Linked DNA regions of Mus musculus: region 1 is linked to region 2. Evidence: chromatin contacts called from public HiCAR-type data. All regions are on one chromosome and are shown on one strand. Each heading gives the region's core, a stretch centred on a gene start, on an enhancer-like site or on the middle of the called end of the contact. The rest is flanking DNA. Distances are from core to core; before and after follow the strand shown. Region 1 overlaps Atxn7l1 (ataxin 7-like 1). Region 2 overlaps F730043M19Rik (RIKEN cDNA F730043M19 gene).

Region 1 (7,652 bases), core at 5,052-7,551, 220 kb before region 2:
GCCTCTCTACATACACCCTGGAACTTACTATTTATGGACCAGGCTGGCTCCTGCCTCTGCCTCTTGACTGCTGGGATGAAAGGCATGCATCACCATACCCAGCTAAGAATTATAGTTTTGAAACCTAAACTAAATAGTGAATTTGAGGCTAACCTGGGCTCTCTATATAGCAAGAGCTTGTCTTCCCCCCCCCATCAAAATAAAAATAAACAAACAAATGAAGCTGGAGAGATGGCTTTGCAAGTAAAAGCACTTGATCTTCCAGAGGACCTGAATTGAGTTCCTAGGACCCACGTTGGACAGATCATAACTCTCTCTCTCTCTCTCTCTCTCTCTCTCTCTCTCTCTCTCTCTCACACACACACACACACACACACACTCATACATCATAAAATAAAAAAAAAACAAATCTTAAACAACAACTAAACAAGAGAAGGTAATGAGACCAGCTGCATCTGTCTGTTGAGTTCAAAGTCCGCAGACCTAGAAGGCACAGATGCAGAAGTCAGGGACAGCAATACTATGTAATGTGCTAAGAAGATTCTTCCAATGAACTCCACACATATCCCTGTCTTCAGTCAGCAATTTAGGACTGTCTGCCTAGCTCCACATCATCCCTTGCAGTGTAAGAGCCATTGGGATTAGCCAGTTTATACTTTTGTCCAGATGTGTGAGGGCTATAATCCAGGGTAGCACTCACATTTTATTGGCACTGGCTTCTACTGGCTTCCTTCCCACTAGGAGCTACAGTGTGGTCTGTCACAACCCAGATGGACTCTTTGCTCTCCTCTCCTTTCATCTGAGTTTAGATGCATTTGACTGGGCTAGGACCCATAATCCTTAGTTTCTTGGGGGGCAAGAAATGTGTCTCTTAGAGGATAAAGAAATGGAGTCAATGGCTGTGTGTTATAATTTGAATGTAGACTGTCTCTCAGAGTCTCATACCCTGCAAGTTTGGTTCCCAGGGTGGTGTTTTTGAAGTAGTGGAACCTTCAGGTTGTAGTACAAGGGAGATAACTAGGTTTTGAGGGCCCCAACTTTCATATACAAGAGGAAGCCTGACCTCTCTCTGGTCTTGTTTCCTTGCTTATACATGTTGTGGTGGTTTGAATACGCTTGGCCCATGGGAAGTGGCATTATTAGGAGATGTGGGCTTGTTGAAATAGGTGTGTTAACAACACCTCCCTGTTGGAGGAAGTGTGTTACTGTGCAGGTGGGCTCAAGAAAGGACAATGCATCAGCTACAGCAGCTGCAATTAGAGCTACTACTTGATTTAATTTTCGATAGTCAACTGTCATTCTCCACAATCCATCTGTCTTCTGCACTGGCCAGAAAGACTTAAAGGGAGATGTGGTGGGAACCACGCCCCTGCATCTTTCAGGTCCTTGAAGGGGGCACTAGTTTCTGCAATCCCTCCAGGGATACGATACTGTTTTTGATTCACTACTTTCTTTGGCAGAAGTAACTCTAAAGCCTTCCATTTAGCTTTTCCAACCATAATAGACCCTATTTCTGGCACTAACTTCTGTCTTAGTTGAGGTTTGATTGCTGTAAAGAGACTCCGTGACCAAGGCAACTCTTATAAAGGGAAACATTTAATTGGGGCTGGCTTAAAGTCTCAGAGGTTCAGTCCATTATCATCATGGTGGAAAACATGGCATCGTGCAAGCAGACTTGGTGCTAGAGAAGCCAAGAGTTCTACATTCTTAAAATCCACAGGCAGACAGAAGACTGTCTTCCACGGGAAGCCAGGAGGAGACCCTCTTCTGTAATGCACTAAGAAACCTCACAGCCCGCCTACACGGTGACTCACTTCCTCCAACAAGGCCACACTTCCCAATAGTGTCACTTCCCATGGGCCAAGCATATTCAGACCACCACACATGTGTTCTCTCTGCAGACAGCACTTTGCCTTTCTGCTGCTCCACTATGTATAATGCAGCTAGAGAGAGGCTATGAGAGGCTGGTGCTCTGGTGCTTGGACTTCCTAGTCACTAGAATTGTGAGCCTGATAAACATATTTTCTTTATACATTGCCCAGCGTCAGATAAATTTTTATAGCAAAACAAAATGACCATGTTTAGGGATATTTGCTTATGTGCATCACATGTGTGCCTGTTGTTCTTAGGGGCCAGAGAGAGAATCAAATAGTCTGGAACTGGAGTTATAGGTCATGAGCTACCAGCTGGGTGCTGAAAACTGAACCAGGGTTCTCTTCAAGAGCAGTTAGTACTGGGTGTGGTAGCATTTACCCTTAACCCCAGCATCTGGGAAGGAGATCTCAGTGAGTTTGAGGCCAGCCTGATCTACACAGCGAGTTCCAGCCCAGCCAGTAATATGGAGGAGGGGGACCCCTGTCAAAGAAAAAAAAATAACAAGAAAGAGAAGGAAGTGCTCTAAGTCACTAAGTAGTCTCCCTGGTCCCATCACTAAATAGCTGGACAACCTGAGTCTGGGGGGAATCAGAGCCATGTGTAAGCTTATCTAGTAAGAAAGCATGGAGGTGAGGGTTTGGCTTCGAACCCTGTTGCAGCTCTTCTTATCTAACTTAAGGTGTAACTATCTCACGTTGTAGCCCAGGCTGGTGTTAGACTCTTGATATCCCAATTATTGAGAGGACAGGTATATGCCACCAAGTCCAACTTAAGTTAGGACTTTCAAACTCCAGACCCAAGTTTCTTTGTTAACAATCCTTGACAAGAATGGGTTGGGCATAAGGTCATTGAAAAGATGAACAAAAGATGAATAATATGTGCTATTGTTCTCTATAAAGAAAATTCAGAATTGGGAAAGGGTTATAAAAATTCCATTTATGTGTGATGTCAGTATTCATTTTAGCTATTAGTATTGATGGAATATCTACTACATACATCACTAATAGGAGCAAGTAGATGCTCTTGAAGGTTTTGTGTGATTTTGATGTTAAATTTTGACCATGCCTTTTCAACCTGACTGCACAGGATTTCACTACCTGAGGACTTTGCTCCTGATCATTCACTTAGGAAGAGTCCAGCCCTGTCTTAAGGAATGATCCCCTTACTAGTGTTTGTCATAATGCTTTGTCTCTTTTCTTTGTAAAGACATTCATTTCCAAATGAAACTTATCCAAGTCTCCTGCTTCCCAAAGAGAACATAAACACTCAGTGTTTCCTACAAGTGGACATTCACCTAAAAAAAAAAAAAAAACAAAAAAACAAAACCCCACAGCACATGGAACAAAGCTAAGAAGACCCTTGAGGTCTTCCCTGCCCACTCTGGTTTTGGCAGTTCTCCCCCCTGCTTCCCTGTTAACTAAGTCACCACTGATAGAGAATGGCCCCATCAGCTAAAACTTGAGAGAAGTGTTTCACGAAAGAGACATCTAAGTTGGATTTTATGAGACATGCGTGATGAGGAGTTTAAGTTCAGCATTGTCTCCGTAGAGATTTCCAGGCCAGTCTGGGCGTCATGAGACTCTTTCTCACCCCTCACAAAAAAAAAAATACCTATCAAGCTAGTTTTGCTTGGGGAATCCTTCAAGAGCCCACTGTGGTCTGGGGGACATCAGCCCTGGGTACATATGGCTTTAGGTAGAGGTCAGTCTGCCAGTATCAGGTACTGTGGTAATGGAAGAAAAGTGTCCAGTATCTACGAAGGATTTGAAAGCCACTCCACACAGTCTGCCCTTACCCCTGATTGTTCTTTTCCAGTTACTCATGGTCAAGTGAGGACTAAGGTTATTAAATGGAAAACTATATACATAGGCAGCTCATACGTTTGAAGTTCTGAGTAGTGTGATGAAATGCTGAGCAGTCCCCCTATGTCCCCTCCAGGATACCAATCACTGTTGTCGATGTATCCACGTGTTGACTCTATCAGTCCCTTAGTAGCCACTTTCAGACCAACTGCAACAGTATAGCAGTATGTGAAATTTAGTAACTTTTGTTTTATATAATTATGGTCCCAAAGTGCAAGATAAGTAAGGCCGATAATTTTGTTACAATGTATTTTTACAATTGTTCTATTTTATTATTAGTTACTGTGCCCCAATTTATAAATTAAATTTTATCATAGGAAAACGTATAGGAGAAAACACAGTATATACAAGGGCTGGTTTTACCTGAATTTCAAGCATCTAAAAAGGGTCTTGGAGAATGGGGGGCTACTGCCTATTAATACTGAAGTCCAGAAGTTTGGAATGGAATTGTCTTCTCGACTCTAAAACAAGGGTGGCACCTTTGGCCAATAGCTGGCATGACAGTGAGAAGTAATTATAAAATGCTCTTGCAAAAAAGGGGGTTGCAACAACACACATGTGTCCAGCGATGGAAAGGTGGGTTGCAACAGCACACGTGCCTACAGGGATGGAAAGGTGTGACGGTGGCCGTTATCCCAGGACCTTATACTAACAGGTATGGCTCTCTGCTCCTGAGCGCCTGAGGCTGAACTTGACTCTAACCACAGCTGGATTCTGCTGTGGGACTGGAACCACTTTGCCTCAAACTGCAACAGGTAGAGGATCATGAGCAACTGCTACCAAACAGACTTTTGCTTTAAAAGCCAACAACTCCCTGCTCTTTTCTATAGATAGTCTCTCAAAGCTGGTTTGCTGGTTGAACAATGACCCTCTGGGACCCATCCATGCATTAAAAAAAAAAATCAGATAATACCAATATTTATACTTGCTGGATTTTATTATCTCCTTAATATGCCGAGTATGGACATTTGAATCTTCTCTGGTTTCCGAACTCTAGATTTTTGGAAAGCAGAGGCCGGTTGCATTTTTTCCTCTGCCCTTGCCTGACAGCGCCTTGCATCTGGAGCAAGCCCTTCATAACACTTTGGTATGCGTATGGTTTGTTCAACTCCTGTTACCTGGAAATTGGTCTCCTGCCCACCAAAACAAACATTCACAGATCTTAAAGTGTTTTTTTTTTTTTTAATCCAAATGGATTGTAATTCTGTTTCGTGGTTTTTTTCCTTCGCATTCAGTGCAACCAAATAAAACCCCAAACAGGTGGGTTGCCGTCAACAGCACCAGCGTGCCCTTCATCCTGACCATAGGGAAGTGGTGGAAATAAGTCATAAGACCATGTGACAAGTGACAAGAGGTCCCCGGGAGCTTATAAGATATTCTAACTACTTATCTACCCAGGCTTTCCCTTTCTGCCCCAGGAGTCTCCAAATAACATAAAACGCAGGCAGCCTGGAAGTCGCCTGGTGGTTGAAGTGCCAATCTTCCAGCGTTTATTTCCAGCCCACTCTGGCTCTGTAAAAACACACAGTCTGATAAAAAGGTCTGCTAGGAAGGCTGACGACTACACCATGTGGCAGGCATCGGGGCTGAGCCCCTTAGGCGCAGGATCGTATTTAAACTTCACAGAGCCTTAGAAGGTTGGGGTAAAATATCTCCTCAAAGAACCGGCAGGCCACACACAAAACAGCTGGCAAGGAAGAGGGCCTGGACTGAGGGGGGCTGGGGCTGCTTCGAGGCCCATGCCGACTTACCTGGGAAGTACAGAGTTGAGTGGCCTGGATTTTGGTGGGGATGCTACTTTCGGCTCTGCCACCGTGCTCCCGGAAGATGCTTGCGGAGCATCAGGCGAGGGTCCAGGAGGGTTCGGAAGTATCTCCCTAGCGGAAGTCAGAAGGTGCTCTTTCACTTCTTTCTCCCGGGACTTGGCTTTGTGCTCCGCCAGGAGGAGGTCAAATTGCTTTTTCCGGCCTGGGACTGCTCTCCGATGGCTCAGCGAGTGTGTCTAAGGAGAAGAGACATGAGCAGCACAGCCTCTTTGATCAGCACATACACCTGCTTCCCCACGGCCTGCATTTCCGAAATTGCAACCATAGGCATTTAAAGGTGCTTGAAAAAGTCAACTTCAAGACAACAGCTCCTGTTCTGAGGCTGGGAAGAGGCAGAGACCGCTCGAATGCAACCATGCCCTACACTCCAGGTGTCAAGAAGCCAAGGCTTCCTCCAGACAAATGGCATGAGATAGCTTCTGTGCAGAACCCAGGACAGCCTCGGATGAAAGTCACCCGCGAGGGAAAGCTAAAGTCAATCCAGATGTGGGTAGGAGGCTCCAGTTGGCCCATGCATTCAGGGCCACCAGGCAGAGAGGGCAGAGCCTGGGTCCAAAGAGGCACTAGAAGGACAGGAGGAAACCTGGGGCTTGAGGCTACCCCGTAGCGGTGGCCTGGGGTCCGCCTGTCCCCTGGTCACCCCGAGTAGCTAGATCAGAGCGCAGTATCTCATCCTCCCCTCCGGGCTGCCTTTCTGGGCGCTGCCGCCGCCGCCGCCGCTCCTGCATACATTAAAACGTAGCAGGCTTTAGAACCGCCTGTGAGTGCCTATAAATACAATTTACTGTCTGGCCTCCCAAGTAACACGGGAAGCCTAGGGTGTTTTTTTTTCCCTCTCTCTCTCTTCCCCTTAAAAAGCCAGACAGATTGAGGCAGGCACTATGCTACCGTGGACAGAGAAGAAAGCCATTTCCCTTACAAAGAACAGCTGGAGGTCATGTCGAGGTTCCACACCCTGCCGTGTGCAGAGAGTGGCATGCAAACATTTCGACAAAGGCCCCAGCAAGAGCAGGAAGTATTTTTTTATGGAAAGAGAAATACCTTGCAGGTGAGGGATCTTGTGCAAGGTTTCTTTGTCTCGGGATCCAATACTCCACAGTGTTTATTTGGGTCAAATTCTCTCTCTGGTTTAAGAAACAAACAAAAATGTAAGAAAAAAAAGGAGACTAAATAGGATTTGGCATTAAGACTACATTTTTTTTTTAAATGCACATATCCACCAACAAGTGTGACGTTGTCAGGCGATTTTTTTTTTCTTCTTCTTCTTTTTCTCTTCCCCCAACCAGCTGCTAAAATGTTTCGAGAACCACTCGGGGAAATCAATGCTGCACTCTGAACCCAGACTTTCTGAGTCTGATTCAGGGCGGCATAGGGGACAGGGTGAGAGCAGAGGGCAGGACAGTAGGACCATGCAGTTTGCAAATACTTTATTTTATTTAAAATAGTCCCACAGGTCCTTGGTGCTCTGGGCATAGTGGCTGCAGAGCAGAAAGCGCCACTGGAGTCCTAAGGATGCCTGCTTTCTTTGACGGCTGCCTGGAGAAATCCATTCATGTCCCCAGCCCCACCTCTGCCTTCCTGGTTTATCCATTTAAGTGGGAGCATGTTCACTGACTTGTCAGGGTGGCCTTTCCTATGCTTTACGAAGCCCTTGGTGAAGGCTTTCCACGCAGCCTCATAGATAAGTCATTTCCCTGACCTGGAATTGGCAGTGCCTCCGGCAGGGGCAGGAAAAAGCGTGGCTGTACTCCTCTGTGGGGCTGAACTTGAAGGCACAAGGAACACAGGCTGCTAACCTTACACCTCACTTTGCCTGTAGCCCCGGTCCAGACGCTCCACAGGAGGATCAGACAGGACACACTGGCTTGGGAGATGAAGGATGACTGAGGGAAGGAGAGCTTTCTCCACTTCCTCCTCACTGCCTGAGTGTTGATTGCTTCCAGGGAAGTGACTGCTAACTGTCCTTCTGATGCCTCCAGCCTCTTCATCTCTTTGGGAATTACTCAAAATGCTTAACCACACCTGCACAGTACGGGAATGTGTGGCAACCTTTCAGGGAGCCCCGGGCTTCTGAAGCTCAGTGCTGTCT
Region 2 (7,802 bases), core at 2,622-5,121:
AAGGCCAGCCTGGTCTACAAAGTGAGTTCCAGGACAGCCAGGGCTACACAGAGAAACCCTATCTCAAAAAAAAAAAAAAAAAAAAAAAGAATTGTTATTTGAGTTTCATAGAAATCATTCAGTGGATTATGGTGTGGGAGTAGGACAGAATCTCTAATAATTCTGAAGGGGTCCCAGTCATACTCCCAACATTTTGTACTATGCATTCGTGAGAGGCAGCCTTCTTGGTATTGACAGTTATACAATCAAAATATTGACCCACTCTGAAAGATGATGGAGGTGCTGGAGATCCTACAATATCACATATCCAGCCAAGACTTGGTTCATTTATGGAAACAAGCATGGTGTCGAATTATTATGCAAACTTGCTTTAATCGTTAATAAATAGTAAAAATTACATGTATACTACAGAATTGCTTTAAAATAAATTTCTTTATGATTTATTATCTGCAAATGTTTTATTTGTACACAGATTTTATAGACCTATACACTCTCGAGCTGTGCACAACTTTCCTGGGCAAACAGGGATTGTGAGTGTAGAAACTTGAAAAACCTTGGCTCTGATTGAAGCTGTATCGGCAGAGCTCTGGTGAGGGTGGCCAGGGGATCCCAGGCAGTGCAGACAGCGTGTGCAAAGGCCCTGTGGGAAAGACAGCCCTCGCTCTTGCAGAACTGAGCTGAGAGCAAGACAGGAATGACAGTGAGAAGTATTACACACACCCAGCACCTTTGGAATTTTATTCCTAGGAAAGGGAGAAGATGGTGAAGGATACATGTAATCTGACCTAGCAGGCTGGCCTTTCTAACAAACCCTCTTGGGACCGGGAAGAGGGAATGGTGGATTCAGAATCAACTCAGGCAGTGAACTTGGAGGGTCTGGGAGAGCCGGGGATGGCTAGACCAAAGTGAGGACTGCCAGGGGAGAAGTGGCAAGAGTTATCTAGACTGCCTGTATGCTTGAGTGGGCTTGGCAGAGAGTGCAGACATGGCAGAAATTGGGGAGAGAGGATCTACCACCAGGACAAAAGGAGAGGCCATAGAAATTGGGGAGCCTCCGGACAAAAGCAGACCTCTAGGAGGGAACCTGCTTTGAGATCAGTACTCGGCCCTTGTGCTTACAGCCGCCCCTGCTTTAGCTGCTCACACAGAACAGCACCTGAGCCTTGATGTGGTGTGTGCGATCTGGAAGCCTGCTCATGGAAGGAAGGCACAGCGCCTCACAGGACTGCTTTGTGGAGCAGGAGGGAGAGCTCTAGGGTGATCTTTGGAGCTGGGGGTCATAGGCTGCTGCCTAAGTGGGAAACAGGAAATGAAATTAAAAGGAAGCCGAAGATGAAGGAAGAAGGAAGAGGAAGAGAGAGGCTCCCTGGGGTGCTCTTGCTGGGCTGCAGCCTGGGAGCACTGGGAGCACTGGGAGCATTGGGAAGGGCAGGCCTGAGTGTAGCAGAGCAGGAAGAGCTCATCTCTGAGTCTGGGGTGACCTGGCCTCTCTGCTGCCATATCGGTAACCTTTACTTCCTGGAACCACTGTGAGAATTAAGTAGTTGCATGGAAACGGAAGAAAATACGTGCAATACAAAACCACTAGAGAACATGTGTCCAGAATTGAAACCGACAAGAGCAGGAGGTAAAAAGACAGACGCAAAAGGATGGAGCAGAGAACCGGAAGTTCTGACAGGAGAGGCACAGACACAGCAGTGTGTGTGTGTGTGTGTGTGTGTGTCTGTGTGTGTGTGTGTGTCTGTGTGTGTCTGTGTGTGTGTCTGTGTGTGTGTCTGTGTGTCTGTGTGTGTCTCTGTGTGTGTCTGTGTGTGTGTGTTATGTGTGTGTCTGTCTTGAGTGTGTGCATGTGTGTATCTGTATTATATGGGTGAGTGCGTGTGTGTCTGTGTGTGTATCTCTGTGTACGTGAGTGTGAGTGTATGTGAGTGTGTGTGTCTGTCTGTCTTGTGTGTGTGTGAGTGTGTGCGTGTGTCTGTGTGCATCTCTGTGTATGTGAATGTGTGTGTGTGTGTGTGTGTGTCTGCAAGTGTGTGTGTGTCTTTGTTGGGGGGGCAGCCTCATTAATGAAGGAAAATACAGAGCAATTCACATGAAACCACCTGTGTAACACCCAGCAAAAGAGGCAAAAAAAGACAGATGAATGCATGAAATATAACTCATTAATATTAATAACTTAATAATATATTGATTGATAGCATATATTAATAACTTAAGTATTTTAAAAATTAGTTTCATCACCATTGAAGCTCTAGCTAAATAGGATCCATGTTCATCAGTTTGTAAAATCTGATGATCCCAACTGGAAGGATGGTATTGGGGAACTCAGTGCTGCTGATGGTTGGAGACCTGTGAGACCACCCCCTGGAGTACTACACAGCCCTGAACTATGAGATGGAAACTTGGGAGCGTGCTTGTCTGGGATGTTCCAAGGCTCTGGGCTCAATCTCCAGCAACCCCCAAGAAGACATAGCATCTGAAAACAAAACTAAGCTACAAACGGTGTAGCTTGCATTTCCTATCACATGTTGAGAAAAGTCCAAAGACAAGAAGGGATTGGCATGAAATCACAGTGGGGCCTCTCAGAGAGGAGAGGGTGGGAGCCCACAGGGGCGCTCCCCCAACAGGCCATTCTCCAGGACTTGGGATGCTCTGACTTGACCCTGGAGGTAACTGCACTGTTTGCCCTGTGATTGTTCCTTATACCATGCATTTGTTTTGAACACTTTAATCCAGGAGTATTTTATTCCACAATTTAAGCAGGTTTAAAAAGGAGATAGCTAACACTTGTAAAACGCTTGGCACGGTGCCTAGCCCATATTAAGAACTCAACAGATGGCAATTTTATTTACTGTTCTAACTCGGTTGTTAGAGCCGCCTTGTCTCCTAAGCAACCTTCCCGCATCTCCTGGGTGAATGTTGTCTCCATGAAGCCTGGCTTGGAGGCTTAGAATCCGGACTCTTGTTTCCCAGGGCGACCCCCTGTGAGACCTGCTGGGCTTTCCCAGTGGAAGGTGTGGTGTATAAAACGGGCTCACACCCTCCTCATGTGCTGCCAGAGTTTGGCAGTGTGCAAAAATAAAATAAAATAATGCAATTCCCAAAAACTAGTCTGCTAAAACGAACACTGTGCATCCTGGGGACCAAGCTAGAGTCCTGCCTGCTGGCATTTGGAGGTCAAGATTGAACCCAGTGGCAAGCTAAGTGGCAAGCGCTAAAGAAAAGGGAGCAGGGAGTTGGCTGGGCAGGGAGGCACACATTTGTAATCCCAGCGCTCTGGAAGTGGAGGCAGGAGGATCAGAAATGTAAGGTGGTCCTCAGCCCCCCTCACTTGGTAGCTAGCTTGGGATACATGAGACCCTGCCTCAAACAAAACAGAGCAAAGCACAAGCAACAAACAGAAAAGAAGAAACAATGGGGAGAGGGAGGGAGGGAGGGAGGGAGGGAGGGAGGGAGGGAGGGAGGGAGGGAGGGAGGGGTGAAATGGTACCTGTGAATCTGAAAGATACCTCTGAGTACCAAGTAAGGCAATGGGCCAGAAGAACCCTGGGGTAGCTGCTATGATATATATATATATATATATATATATATATATATATATATATATATATATATATATATATATATATATATATGTCTTCAGTTCCACGGACAGGCAAGCAATCACTATCTTAAGGGTTTCTAGCAATGTCTCTCTTCCTTCCAAACCTAACACTGCAATCCTACACCGCAACCACTAAACAGCCTGTATCATACTATCTGATTAGTGCTGTTCACCACAAGCAGGGTGGAGTGCTAATTCGCAGAGAGCTGCTGCCAGTCATTTGCAAGTTGGCAGCCCCGCAGAGACACACGTCTGCAGGAATGTGCTGAAGGTCACACAGCCAGCAAGTGCCAGACCAAGAAGGATCTTCCTTTGTGATTGGTTCAGAAGGGAGGGGGTGGAGGGTGGGGGTGGCAGCAGGAGTGGCCTAGAGGCTTGGAGTTAGATGGATGCCTGGTTTGCTAACAGTTCAGAAACTACTTAAACTGACCCAGGGTGGAAATGGGGGTCTGGGTGTGGTTAAGGAGACAGAAGCACTCCCTCTGGCAGCTTGAATGGCTGAACAGCTTCCTGCTGAGTGGTGAGTTAGAAGAAATGGCTTACAAGATCCTGAAAGGAGCCATCATGAAAAGTCCTGTTTTGTGCAGAGCTTCTGATGGGGACTAGCTTTTAGCTTTTGTTTTAAAACTCAACTCTCCAAAATCCCAAAGCATGCCACCATGTTTATGCTCTGCAATCGTATCACCCGTGGGTGCATCTCTAGAGCTCTAGAATAGGTCAGACTCCAGTAAGGCTGCTTGCATGTAGATGACAGTTGCACAGAGCCTCTGGCAATTTAAACAGACTAAGCCTCTAAGAGAGAGAAAGAATTTGCACACCCCCCCTCCCCACTTCTTTGACCCCACACCAGTGACACCGATCTTTCCGTGGCAACCTTCCTGCCATCGGAGGGTGAACAGCTTGTGTGTGTGCCGTGTGCTGTGTGTGCAGCACTGGCCGTGGCAGTTGGCTGTGTTTGGACACTTTGCAATCTGTACTCTGTGCTTTTGTTTCCAGGGTCTCGTGAGCCACTTTACTCTGCTCATGACTCTCCGGTGGAAACATCTTGCTTCCATGGTTCAGAGTGCCTGTGTGTCAGGAATGATGGACATGCTAATTTGGAGCAGGCTTCCATTAAACCTTTGCCATGATTTGGCAAAACTGCCTTGGCTGTGGCTGGTATTCTGACCCAGGAATGGAAACAGATTCTGGCATCTCTCTGTGGCAAGAATAACACAGCTGAGTTGTATGTTGTGGTTCTTACAGTCTCTTAATACTATTTTATAGAGACTTACAAATTGTCCCATGTTCAGCTCAATTTGTTGTTTATTGATTTTTTTTCTTTCATTTGTTTGTTTGTTCGTTTGTTTGTTTATTAAGGCATCTTTCTATATAGCTCTGGCTAGTTTGGAACCCACTCATTCGTGCCATCATGCCTGGCCCACATCTGCTATTTTGATAGGCTTTTTCTTTTAAGCAGTTTTTGATTGATGGCAAAACTGAGCAGGAAGTACAGTTTCCAAAACATGTAACTTCCTCCTCTATGAATATTTCTCAGCCAAGTGGCACATGTGTCACAGATGAGGGTCTGACACTGTCATCACTGTCACCCCTGTATATCCACCATTGTAGTGGTTTCACTGCCCTGAGAAATACCTGGCTTATTTATCTCTGCTCTCTGCTAACCCCCTGTAAAGCCACAGCTTTGTCTTAACCATCCCAGTAGGTGTTCTTTTCCGGTCTGCTCTTTTTCTTGTGTGTGCACTTAAGATTGTTCTGTGTCATTCTATGGCTTGGCAGCTCATTTCTTTTCAGTGCTGAGTAATACTCCATTTGTCTGGATGTACCACAGTGTTTCCTTTCTTCCGTTCTCCTGCTGAGGGACATCTTGGCTGCTTCCTCATTTTAGCAAGTCTGAATGAAGCTGAGATAAACATCCACGCGCAGGTTTCTGTGTGGACATAACTTTTCAATCTTTTGGGTAAATACCCAAAAAGCATGATTACCGGATCATATGGTAAGAGTATATTTAGTTTTGTGAGTCTGCCAAGCTGTCTTCCAACGTGGCGGTTCCACCGGCAGCATAGTGAAGTCCCTGCTTCTAGTCTTGGCAGCGTTTGGCACTGCCAGTGTTTTTAGATGTTAGCCACGCTAATGGTTGTATGATGGCATCTTCCTGTTGCTCTCATTTTCATTCCCGAGTACTGGATGCGTCTTCCATCTCTATATCTTCTTTGATGAGGCATCTGTTCAGAGAGTTTGCCCATTTTAAAACTATGTTCGTTGCTCATATCCCTATTGGGTTTTAAGAGGGTCTTGTGGAGTTTGGATAACGGTCCTTCATCGGGTATGTCTTCTGCCAGTATAGTCTCCCAGCCTTGGCTTTCCCTGTTTTCCTGCACATACAACACTGTGATGTTATATGTGGTAGGGGTTATAAATGCATTTAAAGGAAGCGTTTCCTTTTAGGTTGCTTATTCTCATGGAGAAAAGTCTACTGCCTGGGCATAGCAGTCCTCTGGTGTTTTTATATTGGCTGTCTGTGATACTGATAAGAGATCATAGGTGTGACAAACCGTCCAGAGACCTGCCCTACTGGGACGTTGTCTTACTCAGGAAGAGTTTAAGCAAAACTCTCCTGGCCTGTGTATTCAGATCCTGCACTGGAAGACTGGATGTTACTGGTGATCTAAGACTACCAATGACTGGTAATTACACAGTCTTTCAGAATCCATGTTCACTGGCGTCACCTCCATGGCTTAGTGAAATAGCAAATGACTTACCCAAATGAGGTGGGCTGTGGCAAGAATCATCTTTATTTCGTTTGCCTGGCATAACCATTTCTAAGTAGCATGGAGTTCTAAGCTGTGTGCTTCATGTAACTTCCCATGAAGTTGAGTCTCACATGGGTGAATGGACAAGACACTCTGGCACGCCCCGCCCCCAAGTAATGCAGGCAGGGCTATTTCGATGTGTAGGTGGAAAACAGCGTGCTAGAGCCCAGCACAAGCTCAGAGACCTGCAGTTGGACACAACCAATCCACTGAATCAATAGGCAAGGTGCCACTGCAGAATGTGGTGCCCGGCCTTCAGTCTGAGCTGAGCAGCAGAGAAGCAACCATTTCTTAAGACAGCATCAGCTTTAGCTAACAAGAGCTGAACCGGGCATCCAGGCTGTGCTCCCAACACCAGTCTCTGCCTCATAAGTCATCAAGGTCCCTAGAGATGGCATTCTTTTTGACATTCAAGAAGTTCTGAAGGACAGAAAGGAGTGAGAGGGGCCAAGGGACACAGCCCTGTCTCTAGCCAGGAAGAATTTCTGAGCCACCTGACTGCAAACACTCTTCTTGGTGAGACTGCCACAAATGGTCTCCAGAAATGCATCTCTCAGTCTTAGTTTCTAGCCTGGTGAGTGACAATTTCTGCCAACTCAGCACTGTGATAAGAGTAGTCACAAACCAATTTCAGCCAGCTCAGTACTGTTGCAAGATGAGTCACAGACCACTGTCTGGCACATAGTAGGGACTCAAGAAGTGCTAGGAAATCAAAACATCCATCCTTATTCAGTCTCACCCCAACCAGAAGAACCCAGGTGTGGCCTAAAGACACATGGCTTCTGCTGGGAGTGGGATTCTGTCTTTCATAAGCAAAATTGCCAATGAAAACTAGCTTTAAAAATGATGGTGAATTTGTATCAGTTCATGTCACTGGAAAGTTTTACCAGGCCAGCTTTAGCTTGACTCAGAAGCCCTAGGATATAGTAAAAGACCTGGCTCCTCTCCTCCCCTGCTTCTGCTCCCCTTTCTCTGCACCCCATTTATCTCATCCACTGGTCTTCCCCCCACTCCTCCTCTTCTTCCTCCTCCTCCTCCTCTCCTTCCTTCTTTTCCCCTCATCCCCCCTTTCTCCAGGATCCTGATATATCGCTCAGGCTGGTTCTGAACTCCTGCAGTTTGCTGCTTCATCCTCGATGGAGGTGAGACCACAGACAGCATTATGCCTGGCACCGACCTGGTTTCAACTCGGCTTCTAAGGTTTGAGCTCCTTCCCAAGTCTGGCCTCCCTTATCTGTACAAGATGGTCGTGAACAGACGTCTGGGTCCATCTGTTACATTTTTTTACCCCGTGACGGGAAACTCTTTGTGACAAGAGCTATCACAAGACAGAAGTCTGTTTCTTCCTCAAAAAAAGAGAAGCTTTGAGAGTCTGGGGCTGATTC

The links. HiCAR-type assays count read pairs that join an accessible place to other places.
Region 1: a HiCAR-type map of embryonic stem cells shows a contact between it and region 2, with 2.3 times the contacts expected there. The contact joins two enhancer-like sites. A contact is called at or near these places in 7 of 484 Hi-C or Micro-C datasets (the AML12 cell line, the HL-1 cell line, Th1 cells and 4 more), 3 of 115 datasets of contacts at active chromatin or transcription factors (embryonic forebrain and embryonic stem cells) and 1 of 9 other capture datasets (adipose tissue).

The regions. Positions count from the first base shown.
Region 1 is chr12:33,343,925-33,351,576 of GRCm38.p6, reverse strand. Atxn7l1 (ataxin 7-like 1) reads right to left here. Exons shown (of 11, transcript NM_001374022.1): 6 at 6,605-6,687; 7 at 5,489-5,739. Among named protein-coding and RNA genes, the nearest start is that of Atxn7l1os2, 47 kb to the left of the region's middle. Within about 2 kb of position 6,301, at least 57 of the 459 cell types and tissues checked have an H3K27ac peak or open chromatin away from gene starts, as enhancers often do. A contact at or near this core is called in embryonic stem cells, where this site is marked.
Region 2 is chr12:33,125,695-33,133,496 of GRCm38.p6, reverse strand. The region is part of intron 4 of F730043M19Rik (RIKEN cDNA F730043M19 gene); the gene reads left to right. Among named protein-coding and RNA genes, the nearest start is that of Atxn7l1, 17 kb to the left of the region's middle. Within about 2 kb of position 3,871, at least 61 of the 459 cell types and tissues checked have an H3K27ac peak or open chromatin away from gene starts, as enhancers often do. A contact at or near this core is called in embryonic stem cells, where this site is marked.